2 separate regions of the Callithrix jacchus genome follow, and region 2 is linked to region 1. Evidence: chromatin contacts called from public Hi-C data. All regions are on one chromosome and are shown on one strand. The core of a region is the stretch at or near the end of the contact, and the rest is flanking DNA. Distances in the headings are between cores, read along the strand shown.

The links. A called contact is a pair of places that touch in the nucleus more often than the background predicts.
Region 2: a Hi-C map of induced pluripotent stem cells shows a contact between it and region 1, with 2.4 times the contacts expected there. The contact joins the promoter of PECAM1 here to the enhancer-like site in region 1. A contact is called at or near these places in 2 of 3 Hi-C or Micro-C datasets (induced pluripotent stem cells and skeletal muscle).

The regions. Positions count from the first base shown.
Region 1 is chr5:89,584,272-89,590,733 of calJac240_pri, forward strand. PECAM1 (platelet and endothelial cell adhesion molecule 1) reads right to left here. Exons shown (of 17, transcript XM_078373548.1): 16 at 5,499-5,606. Among named protein-coding and RNA genes, the nearest start is that of TEX2, 64 kb to the left of the region's middle. Within about 2 kb of position 2,165, at least 5 of the 16 cell types and tissues checked have an H3K27ac peak or open chromatin away from gene starts, as enhancers often do.
Region 2 is chr5:89,658,299-89,664,587 of calJac240_pri, forward strand. It overlaps PECAM1 (platelet and endothelial cell adhesion molecule 1), which reads right to left and starts at 3,976. Exons shown (of 17, transcript XM_078373548.1): 1 at 3,481-3,976.

The DNA of each region.
Region 1 (6,462 bases), core at 915-3,414:
CCAGACCATCAACAGAGACGTGAAAGTCGTTAGAGGTTATCTGATCCTTTGACTTCGATCTGAGCCCACCACTCTGAAACTTTGGAAATTGTATGACGTTTTTGTGATACAACTTTGTGTGTGTGTGTGTGTGTGTGTGTGTTGAGGAAAGGAACACACAGCTTTCATCATGTTTTCAAGAGTCTATGCACCAAGTAACTTCTTCAAAACCCATGTGTACCCAGCACAGTGTCCCGTGGGTGCCCCACTTACCCACAGAAGAAAGGAAATATAAGAGATTCGGCTTCTAGCCCCAGTTCTGCCTCTAACTAACATAAGATGTACCCTTTTGATGCCGTTTTTTTTTTTTTTCTTAAATGAAGGATTGAACTTAAATGGTCCAACTTAAATGTTTTAAAATTGATATGATCCTGGGAGGCTGAGGCAGGAGAATTGCTTGAACCCAAGAGGTGGAGGTTGTAGTGAGCGGAGGTCACGCCACTGCACTCCAGCCTGACGACAGAGCGAGACTCCATTTCAAAAAAAAAAAAAAAAAAAGATATGATCCTACCTTAAAAAGAGAATGAAATTCTGATATATTTCAACATAGAAAAACCTTGAAAACATTATGCTAAATGAAATAAGGCAGACAGGAAAGGAAAAATATATGATTCTACATATGTGATGTACCTAGAATGGTAAATTCATAGAGACAGAAAGTAGACAGTGGTTGCCAGGGGTTGGTGGAGGGGCAGTGGGGAGTTGGTGTTTAATGAGGACAGTGTTTCAGTGGCTGCTCTGCCTATGGAGCAGCCATTCTTTTGTTTCTTTACCTCCCTAATAAACTTGCTTTCACTTAGAAAAAAAAAGCTCTGGAGATGGATAGTGGTGATGGTTGCACAGCAATGTGACTGGACCTAATGCAACAGAATTATACACTTAAAATGGTTAAGTATACACTTGGAAGTGCTAAATTTAATATTATATATATTTCATGATGATTAAAAAAAGAATTCCTGGCTGGGTGTGGTAGCGCACGCCTATAATTTCAACACTTTGGGAGGCCAAGGTGGGTGCATCCCCTGAGCTTAGGAGATCCAGAGCAGCCTGGGTGACATGGGAAACCCCATCTCTACCAAAAATGCAAAAAATGAGGCGTGCGTGGTGGTGTGCACCTGTGGTCCCAGTTACTAAGAGGCTGAGGTGGGAGGTTCATTTGAGCCTGGGAGATGGAGGTTGCAGTGAGCTGTCACTCCAGCCTAGGTGACAGAGTGAGACTTTGTCTCAAAAAAAAAAAACCCCCACAAAAGGATTCCTGGATTCCTTCTGCCATCCTGTAGTGCCCTTTGACAGCATCAAATGCTATTTGTGTCACCTATCCACCTATCAGTGCCTGGACCCTTATCTGACGCATATACTGTTCTCTACGCTGGAGCTGCAAGAACCTGTCCCCAACAATTTTACATTGTATCAATTACTGATAAACAGCACCACTATGAAGGAGAAGGTGTAAGGGGTCTTAAAATTAACTGCAGAAGGGGTTCAGAGGCGGTGAGAGGGCTCTGGGCTGGGCAGCGGCGGATTCACAGAAGCAACTCTGGAGTCAGCCTGAAGATCAGATTTTGACAAATGGAAGGAGCCCTTGCAGGACAGAAGAGCAGGGCATGCTGGGAGATCCCAGAGTAGAGGAGGCCCCTGGGCAACAGTGGGCCCCGAAGAACAGGCAGCACTTAAGTCTACTCTTCTGGACCCTCCACTTGCACAGGACACTTGGCTGCAGGTGGACCTCGGCAAGGCAGGAGCAGGAGATGTAGGATGACCCAGGGTCTTGGGATCTCCACAGCCAGCCTGGTTGGCTTCCTGAGGGTGAGCTGGGATAGTGTCTCCATTTGTTCCAGCCCTGCTGGGTGTGAGGACCTTTGGAGAACAGGATGCAGGGCCGAGGTGCCCAACTAGAAGTCCAAGGCTCTGGCTCCTCCTCTGCCAGGAGAGCCCCATGCAAGTCGGCCAAGCAAGCTGTGGCTGGCCCCAGAGACTGGAGGGCTGCCAGCACTGGCGGTCACCCTGCCCCATTTCCTCTGCTCTGCCTGGACGGAGGAGGCGTGATTCTGGTGTCCAGCCTTTCTACAAGCCCCACACCAAGTCCCTCCCCAGATACCTCCTCTCTCCCTCTGTGGGGGCAGCCAATGCTTGAGGCACCGTTGTAGAACCAAAGTCACAGACAGGAAGGGCTGGGCCACAGTCAATAGGGCCTCAGGGGTTTTGAAGTAAAGGTTAATGCCCCACATCCAAAGCCTGGGCTTGCTGTGCTTAAATCAGAAGCTAGCCATCAGCCACCTAAGTGTAGTTGTGAAATTGCCCTGCCTTGTACCCAGAATATGGTGTAAACTCCCTCAAAGGTCATTTTGATTTCAATACACTCTGGGATCTCTAGTTCCTCCTTCTAGAAAGTGCTCCTATGGGCAATAGACCAGGTCTGTGCTAGGTGCTTATTCAACCCTTGCAATAACCAGATGAGGGAGTTTATGATTCCCAGTTTACAGATGAGGAGGCAGAGGTCCCGAGAGGCCACGAAATCTGCCTATGGTGACACGGCTAAGAAGCAGAAGTCAAGTATGAACATGGGTCACCAGTTCCTAAGTCAAAGCCTGGCCTTGGTTGAAGCCTATGTTTTGGGTAAGCAACTGCTACATTCTCCATATGTGGCAGGGTCATTTCAGGACCAAATAAAGTCAAGTCTCCCATCCACACCTACTATTGCCCAAGTGATGAAGAGCTTGAGCTGGGCACGGTGGCTCACGCCTGTAATCCCAGCACTTTGGGAGGCCGAGGCAGGCAGATCACAAGGTCAAGAGATTGAAACCATCCTGGCCAACATTGTGAAACCCTGTCTCTGCTAAAAAATACAAAAATTAGCTGGGCATGTGGCACAGGCCTGTAGTCCCAGCTACTCAGGAGGCTGAGGCAGGAGAATTGCTTGAACCCGGGAGGTGGAGGTTGCAGTGAGCAAGACTGCGCTGCTGCACTCCAGCCTGGCACCTGGCGACAGAGCAAGACTCTGTCTCAAAAAAAAAAAGAAAAAGAAAAGAAAAGAGCTTGAAATCAACCAGCTTTTGTATGGTGGTTGTAGTTGCTTATTTCATCCTTAAGAAAATCCTAATGGGTTGCTCTTATCATCATCATCATCACCACCACCATCTCCACTTTATAGATAAGGAAGCTTTAGCCTGAGGAGACAGGATCACCTAAAAGGCAGCTGGAAAGCTGGAGCTCCCCTTCCGTCTCCTGATCCTAGCACCTGGGCAGTTTCCACTGTAGTCCAGCTGCCTGCTGGCCTCCAGGAAGGAGGGAGGCAAGCTATAGCTGGCAATTGCCTTTCTTTCTGTAAGAAGGCAGGGTTCTCTCCAAGATGCCAAGACTCTCGCAGGTCCAGATTCACCCCTTTCATTTAAGTACAGGGTGTTCTCTTCCACACTATCTGTCTGCCTCAGCCACACACACAATTTATAAACAAGGTAAAAATGGCAGAGGAAAAATGAAGTCAGAATGTGCCATTGAAGCAAGTCAAACAATACCAAATTAGTCTTTGGCTAAGTGGCTATCTCATTGTTAAGATATTTCCTCCAATGTTTTCAGAGGCAATGGCCATTAAACAACTGGGAATGATCGCCAGGTTTGATTTCAGGAAGGAAATCTCCTCCCATTTCCCCGATGGGCAATTCAATTAATTTTCTCCTGACCCACACCAGCTGATTATAGGGAAACTATACCTGCTTCTTTTATAAACAAAACCCATTTGCTTAAAGGTTCCAAAATTCCTTTCCCAATGGCTGGAACTCCTGTGCTCCCAGCTCCCACCAAATGACTTTTTCTGGGGGGACAGGACCAGCCATGAGTGAGCTCTCAGGAGCATCCAGGAACAGACTTTGATGCCCAAGGGCCAGCTTCTGGGAAAAGTTCTGTCTGGCCTGGAGCTCAGAGCCTTTGTCCAGAGAGACCCTTTGGATCTAAGACAAAGTAAATAAGTTGGTCCTACAGGGTGTTTTGGGTGGACCCAGCCCTGTTTATCGCTGGAGGAGAACACATCTGAGACCTGCAGTGTTCAGGGAGCAAAGACCTCATTTTCTACTCTTTCAGAGCCATTATTGCTGGGACAGCAACTTCACATCTTGGAGGGAGTCTCTGCCATGACGGAGGACTGGCCACAGAGTATAGAGGTCTCGGCTCTATTCCTCATTCTATTAACCATCTGGGTGAGCCCAGACATGCTGTTCTATCAATGGAGGCCTCAGTGTCCTCATCTGTAAATTGGGATCCTTGTCCTGCTGACGCAATAGTCTCTGATTTCAGGAGTCAGAGTGGGTTTTGGCTAGAAAAAAAAAAAAAAGTCATGCCATTCCTCTTTTCCTTAAACACACAGCTTGCTTCCATAAAAAAAAACATCGTGGCTTCCTGTCTGTCAACGGCATAATGGGCTCTGCTTTACAAGAGTCCAGACGTGGGCAAAACAAAGGAAGCCAGGGGCCCACTGGAAGAGCTAAAGAAAACTTGCTGAAAGTTCTTCCCAGGCCTAAAAGAAGTTTATGCGGCAAATGCCTTATTTCTTAAGATATTAGCTGCCCAGTTAACTCCTGCATTGCGGGGTAGCTCACAAAAAGGTTAGGAGTAGAAAGCAGGTCTTGGCAAAATTTGAATGCGGGCCTCTGTGTCTTTCATAAGCCCTCGCATTTGCCAAATAGCAGCTTCCTAACTCTATTTCCTATAGAATGAAACTTCTTAACAAGACAAGGCATGTAAGTCCTTTGGATTTAAGCCCTGACTTATCTTTCTCTCATCACTTGTCACTGTCCCACTCTTCTCCCATCCCACGCTGCTTGAAACTGGTCATCTCTCACCCCTGCATTCCTGCTGATCTTTCTACCTTGATGCTGCCGTCATTCCATTCATTCTTCACGGCCCATCCAAATGATTCCTTGGGGAAGAGGCCACTAGCCAGGTTTATCTTCTGTGTTCTCATAGGCTCTGCCATAGCTTGCTTTGCTTTATGATAAGTGATCACATGTCTGATTCCCTCATCACAAGGTGAACTCCTGAGGTCAAAAACCTTGGGTGTCTCCTGCAGCTGATGGCCTGGTGTGTAGGGGGTTAATTGCTATCACTGAAATTGCAATGAGCTATCAGATGCTCCACTCCTCCAAGCGTAAGCCCCAGATCAGCCTCACTTCCAGAGTCTAGACCCTGGAGTTAAAAGAAATGTGTGCTTTGCTTGTTTGGAGCTAAGCATCCTAGATTCCCAATCCCTTCACATGCGGGCTGAGATGTAATGATAGAAATTGCAGAAGAGAATATTCGAAATCAGAACTGGTCTAGGCTAGTCAGAGAAGCCCAGGGCTCCTGGTCTGAAACAGACTAGGGAGAGGGGAAGAATTTGTGGGAATGCGGGACCTGGGTGAGTCTGGAAATATTTCACCATTCAGTGGAGTATTTTTAAGTATAATGTATATGAAATATATACTTACAGAGTATCTGTTTTCCACAGCATCTGCAAAACAAAGAATGACATGGCAGTGAGCAATGCGAAGAACCCAGTTCAACTGCCCCAATAATGTCACAGGGGCTGGAGCAGGCTGAGAAAAGAGGGAGGAGAAGAGAGCCAGGAGACATCAGCTCACAGGTACACTTAGAGGTTTATGGCTCCTTTGTGCAAAGACAGGTTCTTCAGGACCCTCTACCGCCAGATGACAAGCATATAAAGCCCCTGGCACATCATTTAACATTTCCCCCCTTTTTTTTTTTGAGACAGTCCCGCTTTGTCACCTAGGCTAGAATACAGTGGCACCGTCTCAGCTCACTGCCACCTCCGCCTCCGGGATTCAAGCAATTCTGCTGCCTCAGCCTCCCAGGTAGCTGGGACTACAGGTGTGCACACCACGCCTGGCTAATTTTTATGTATTTTTAGTAGAGACAGGGTCTTGCCATGTTGGCCAGGCTGATCTCGAACTCCTGGCCTCAGGTACTCTGCCAACCTCAGCCCCCCAAAGTGTTGGGATTACAGGTGTGAGTCACTACATGTGGCCTTGTTTAACATTTTAAACAATTTTTTAAAAATGTAGTAGCATGACTGGGCAAGGTGGCTCATGCCTGTAATCCCAGCACTTTGTGAGGCTGAGGCGGGCAGATCATCTGATGGCAAAGCCCCATCTCTACTAAAAATACAAAATTAGCCAGGCGTGGTGGCCAGTGCCTGTAGTCCCAGCTACTCAGGAGGCTGAGGCAGGAGAATTGCTTGAACCCAGGAGGTGGAGGTTGCAATGAGCTGAGATGGCACCACTGCACTCCAGCCTGGATGACAGAGACTGTCTCAAAAAAAAAAAAAATTAGTAGCACATTTTTTTTTAAGAAAAAAAGAGGAAAGTATGGGAAAGTAGGAAGTAGCAGATAAAAACGACCTCTGGCCTCATTCTCCAAACTCTGTTGATGGTT
Region 2 (6,289 bases), core at 2,726-5,225, 76 kb after region 1:
ATTTCCCCATGGTGGTCAGACTGGCCTCAAACTCCCGACCTCAGGTGATCTGCCTGTCTTGGCCTCCCAAAGTGCTGGGATTCCAGGCGTGAGCCACCGTGCTCCTCTGGCAAATGTTTACATTATATTGGTGTGACAGCTATGATCTTACTTCTAAAAATTATAACATAAGATTCCACTATGGAGCTTTTGTTTAAACAATAATAGCTAACATTTATTGAGTGCTTAGATACTTCTCACGTTTCCTTTAATCCTATGAGTCAGATACTGTTATTACCCTCATTTTACAAGACAGAAACAAGATTCTCAGAGAGGTTAGTACTCTTGTCCACAATCCCACCCCGGCTGAAGTGGTGATGCTGGCTGCCTGCCTTCAGCCCTGAGCCCTTAACTCCTCACACGGTGCCTTTCTACATTTCAGGGCTGAGTGTGATGGCTCACACCTGTAAAGTGCCCAGCCACTTTAAGGGCTAAGGCAGGTGGACCACCTGAGGTCAGGAGTTAGAGACCAGTTTGGCTAACATGTGAAAACCCATTGCTACCAAAAATACAAAAAATTAGCTGAGCATGGTGATGCGTGCCTGTAAGCCCAGCTACTCAGGAGGCTGGGGCAGGAGAATTGCTTAAACCCAGAAGGCAGAGGTGAGCCGAGATCACGCCACTGCACTCAAGCCTGGGTGACAGAGTGAGTGAGACCCAAAAAAAAAAAAGAAAAGAAAGAAAAACATTTCAAGACTTATTGAAATGCTCCACAATAGAAAAACCTTTGGTTTAGATCAAAGTCTGAAACAGTTGAAATACAGTGAATGTGACATATGTGTTCACCAAGGTTATTCAAGGATGTAATCCTTCACCTTGCTCTATACAACTGTCTTCATGTTTCCTGTTTCTTTACAGCTTCGTTACCTGATTAAACAAAATTGAAATAAATAGATATATAAAAATCAAAAAGGCAGCCAAGTTGGGGTATGAGAATATGCACAGGAAATGGTGCTTCTAGACAGAAATGAGATTCATGTGATTTTGGACCAAGTCAGGAGCCTGTGTAAACATTCCTACTACTGAGAAAGTGAGCACACATCTGGGCCTGCGGATGGATACCTCCCAAATGTCAAGGACGTGCTTTAATTAGGGCTTTTTAAAAATGGACCAGTTGCAGTCAGTGCTATGGCTTATGCCTGTAATCCCAGCACTTTTGGGAGGCTGAGGCGGGAGGATCAGTTGAGCCGAGGAGTTCAAGACCCTCCTGGGACACATAGTGAGACCCCATCTCTACGTAACATTTTTTTAAATTAGCCAGGCATGGGGTACATGCCTGTGGTCCCAGCTACTTGGGAGGCTGAGGTGGGAGGATTGCTTGAGCCAGAGGTGGAGGCTACAGTGAGCCATGATTGGGCCATAGCACCCCGTCCAGAGTGACAGAGTGAGACCTGGTCTCAAAAACAAAACAAATGAATAAACAAAAGCCAGAAAATTTGGTTGTGATGGTATACTGTAGTTTTGCAAAATGTTACCATTGGGAAATTGGTACATATCTCTGTATTATTTACTATAAATGCATGCAAATTTACTATTATCTCAATAAAAATATTTATATTTTAAAATTGGGGCTGGGTGCTATGGCTCACACCTGTAATCCCACCACTTTGGGAGGCTGAGGCAGGCGGATCACTTGAGGTCAGGAGTTTGAGACCAGCCTGGCCAACATGGTGAAACCCTGGCTCTACTAAAAATACAAAAATTAGCTGGGCGTGATGGCACACGCCAGTGGTCCCAGCTACTCAGGAGGCTGAGGCAGGAGCATTGCTTGAATGCGGGAGATGGAGATTGCAGTGAGCCAAGATCGTGCCACTGCACTCCAGCCTGAGTGATAGAGCAAGACTCAGTCTCAAAAAAAAAAAACCCGCAAAAACAAAACCATAGACTTTCACATTGCTCTAATTCTAAAGAACGTTTCCATGTTATTTAGAATGTGGAAGGAACTTGGAAATTTTCTGAGGATAAGAGGGAGGAAACATACTCCAAATAAGGGGAAATTCTAAATGGAAAACAAACAGGAACATTTTGCACCTAGAAAAGATCTTGGGGCCGGGCACCGTATCTCAAGCCTGTAATCCCAGCACTTTGGGAGGCCGAGGTGGGCAGATCACCTGAGGTTGGGAGTTCGAGACCAGCCTGACCAACATGGAGAAACCCCATTTCTATTTAAAAAAAAAAGATCTTGGATATTCAGGGAGGTAAAGGGAATTTCTGTACATTATTATGAGATGCATTGACAAGCCTCAGTTCCTAAATGAAATGTTATTCTCCCAGGTCATTTTAAGGCCAGTTTCCCCAGAAAACTACTCTTAGATGAACCCCTCTAAGAGACAGATGGGCAAGTAGGAGGTGCTCTTAGCTTCCTCTCTTCCATCCCCCATAAGATGAGACCTACAGAAGAATTCCTTAGGTCAACATACAGAGAATGACCCTGAGGCCCTGAGATTAGCCGTATCTTATCTGTGTGGCCAGCAAGGGGGCTGCTGGGCCTGGCAGAGTCTCAGGACTTCCTGGCCAGAGAGCTTCCTTTGTTGTCCCTGGAATCCCCCCTTGCCCTATGTCCTTGAGTCTAGGCCCTGGCTCAGGTATATGTGATGCTATGCTCAGGGTGCTCTAATCCAGGCACTGGCCTCTAAGGAATGGTTACTGAGGGCCAGACCAAGTCCAGTAGAGCCAGCTCTCAAAAGTCCAGTAGAGCCTCACCAGGCTTGAGCAGTGAATGAGCATATGTGATGGGAGAGCATATGCAGTGAGTGGGTATATGCAGTGAGTAGATAAGTGAGTGAACATATCTATGGGTGGGCATCTGCAGTGAGTGGGTATATGCAGAGGACAGGCATGTGTAATGGGCAGGCATATTAAATGGGTGGGCATATGCAGTGGATGGGTATATGTCATGGGTGGGCATGCGCAATGGGTGAGCACCTGCAGCAAGTGGGCTGTCACAGGAGACTTTGTTCACACTAAGGGACTCTGAGTTTCCGTTTTCTGCTGCCTAATGCAATGCTACCTGTGATTGCCTGTAAAACCTTTTTTTTTTTTGAGATGGAGTTTCACTTTTGTCACCCAGGCTGCAGTGCCATGGCACGATCTTGGCTCACCGCAACCTCCGACTCCCGGGTTTAAGCTATTCTCTTGCCTCAGCCTCCAGAGTAGCTGGGGCTACAGGCATGCACCACCAAGCCCAGCTAATTTTTGTATTTTTAATAGGCGGGGTTTCTCCATGTTGGTAAGGCTGTTCTGGAACTCCCGACCTCAGGTGATCCACCAGGCTCAGCCCCCAAAGTTCTGGGATTACAGGCATCAGCCACTGCACCCGGCCTGTAAACCCATGTTTAACCCGCAGCTAGGGAAGCTGAAGGGAGAGGAACTGCAGGGCCACCAGCTCAGCCACCGCCGCATTGTTCTCCCCGACATTGTTCTGAGGCCGGCTTTGCTTACCCAGAAGGCCCCCATGACCCCTGGGGAATCCGATGAGATTGTTTTTCCCAAGCCTGGGCTCTTCAGGTGTGAGCGGCAGTTCTTGGGCCACGTAGGTTACTGTGGCATTTCTGCAGCAGGAAAGAGGAAGGAACTTCTGATCTGAACGGCAACAGCATCAACAATGTGCACTCCCAGCAGCCGGCAGCGCGAAGAGGAAAGGAGCTCGGTTTCCATAGCGATAAATCACCAGGAAGGGGGCCCGGAGGGAGCGGCAATAGGACTTCCCCCTTCCCCGGGCCCTGAAAACACATCCCCAACGCCGCAGTCGGTTAGCGGCCTGGCACCTCTCCAGGCTGAGTCTCCAGAACCGCAGGTAGAGGAAGACTGCAGGTAGAGGAAGGGGCTCTGCCAAATTGAAAACAAATTCCCAGCTCCTTTTCAAGGTGTCAGTAAAGCGTGGGTGCCTGAGCGGATGCAGCGGGGGCCCAGGGCTGTGAAGCTCTCAGCGCCTGCCAGCTACAGTATTCCATTCCATTCTCTTATATTCTGCCCTCCACCCCACAGCACGGGTGCTGCTAGCCCTTTTAGCACAGAACAAACAGGCCTTGTGAGGGAGAGAGATGCACCAGACGCAATTCACCTCGTTAACAATTGCCCCTTGAAGGCCCCAGAGCTCTCTTTTGAGATTCTTTCTCTTGCCAAAATCACACTATTTTTTCCAAAGAAAGCAGTTTTTTTTGAAATGCTCTGGAATGTCACTTATCCCAAGGCTCATCAGCCACTTTTGTTTGTTTGTTTTGCATAGAATGTTGAGAATGTGGTCACCTAATGTTAATAATGCTTATTTCATCTCCATACTTTTAATGCATTGCTTGATTTTTTTTTTTTTTTGAGATGGAGTTTTGCTCTGTCACTGAGGTTGGAGTGCAGTGACACGATTTCGGCTCACTGCAGCCTCCACCTTCTGGGTTCAAGCGATTCTCCTGCCTCAGCCTCCTGAGTAGTTGGGATTACAGGCACACACCACCTGGCTAATTTTTGTATTTTTAGTAGAGACAGGGTTTTACCATGTTGGTCAGGCTGGTCTCGAACTCCTGATCTTGTGATCTGCTTGCCTCAGCCTCTCAAAGTGCTGGGATTACAGGCGTGAGCCACCACGCCTAGCCCAGCCTCTCCTTATGCAGGTCACGGTCTCTTGCCTATAACCTTTGCATGTACTGTTCCCTCTGCTTGAAGTGCTGTTCCCTGCTTCCTTGGTCAGCTAACTCCTCAGGGGACTTGTCTCATCCCTTTTTCCCAGTAGCTCAGATGCCTTGCTTTCTGGGCTCCCACAGAACGTACACCATATTGTGAAGCAACACAGAGTAATAGTAGGAGAAAAGTCTCTTCTAGGCCCAGACTAGTTGTGTGACCTCAGGGGACTGTTTAACCTCTCTGAGCCTTGATTTCTCATAGGCAAGATATAGAGAATGATAGAATCTGCTTCACACTATGTCCATGAGGATTGGACATTAACAAATGTAAAGCATCTAGAAAATGCTTGCCTGGGCACATCACCTGAGTTCCGGAGTTTGAGACCAGCCTGACCAACATGGAGAAACCCCATCTCTACTAAAAATAAAAAATTAGCTGGGCATGGTGATGCATGCCTGTAATCCCAGCTGCTTGAGAGACTGAGGCAGGAAAATCGCTTGAACCCAGCAGGCAAAGGTTGCGGTGAGCCGAGATCGTGCCATTGCACTCCAGCCTGGGCAACAAAAGCAAAACTCCGTCTCAGAAAAAAAAAAAAAAAAGAAAATGCCTGCCTGTGGCTAGTGCTCTAGAAACATTAATCACTGAAGAATTAAGTTCTTAAAGCAGGAGCCATCCTTCATGGATATCTCTAGATCTCCAGGCTTAGGCCCAACTGGGTGTGGAGCAAAGGTCACTCTGGGTTCATGGGAGACTATTTTCCAGTTACCGTTTAGGCACCAGTCTCGGTGCTAGGCACCTTAATTCATAATATTTAATTTAGTTAAGTAATTCCAGGACTGGCCCCAGGTAACGAAGGACGAGCATTTTGTCAAGGAAGCCCAAAGCATTCTTGAATGGCCCCTCTGATGGTTTGACCTCCTTTCCCGACTTCCTACCCTGCCCAGTCCTGGAAGGAGTCCCCACGCTCAGTGACAGGTGAAGAGGCTCTCAGCCTGGCCACAACAGAGGTTACCCATGTGGTCTGAAAACACCAACAGATTTAAATGATGGACACACCTGCATCCCAGGGGCCACTCAGACAGCAAAAGACAAACCCCAAGTTGGCAAGCCACTCTCCTCCGCGGTTTCGCTTGAAGAAATGAAACTCTTCATGCAAATACTTGGATTTTAAGTACAGTTATGTAACAGCCAAATCTCTCCACTTAAAAATATGGTCGTCTTCAAATCTATAGAGACAGGATACAGACCAGGGGTTGCCTAGGCTTGGGGAGGGATAAGAGAATGATGGCCAATGGGCAAGAGGGAACTTTCGAGGGTGAAGAATGTGCTTGCTGGATTGTGGTGATGGTTGTACAACTCTGTATTCACAAATTGTAGGTTCCTGAATTTATCAATAAAAGTACAGGATGTTCAGTTAAGGTTCAGATAGGCAACAAATACTATTTTTAATATGAGTATGTCTCAGATGGGACATCCTTGCACATTGCATGGGATATACTTACACTAAGAAAGCATTTGCTGTTTACCCGAAATTCACGTTTTTGTTTTTTTTATTTTGAGGCAGAGTCGCTCTCTGTCGCCCAGGCTGGAGTGCAGTGGCATGATCTCGGCTTACTGCAGCCTCTGCCTCCCT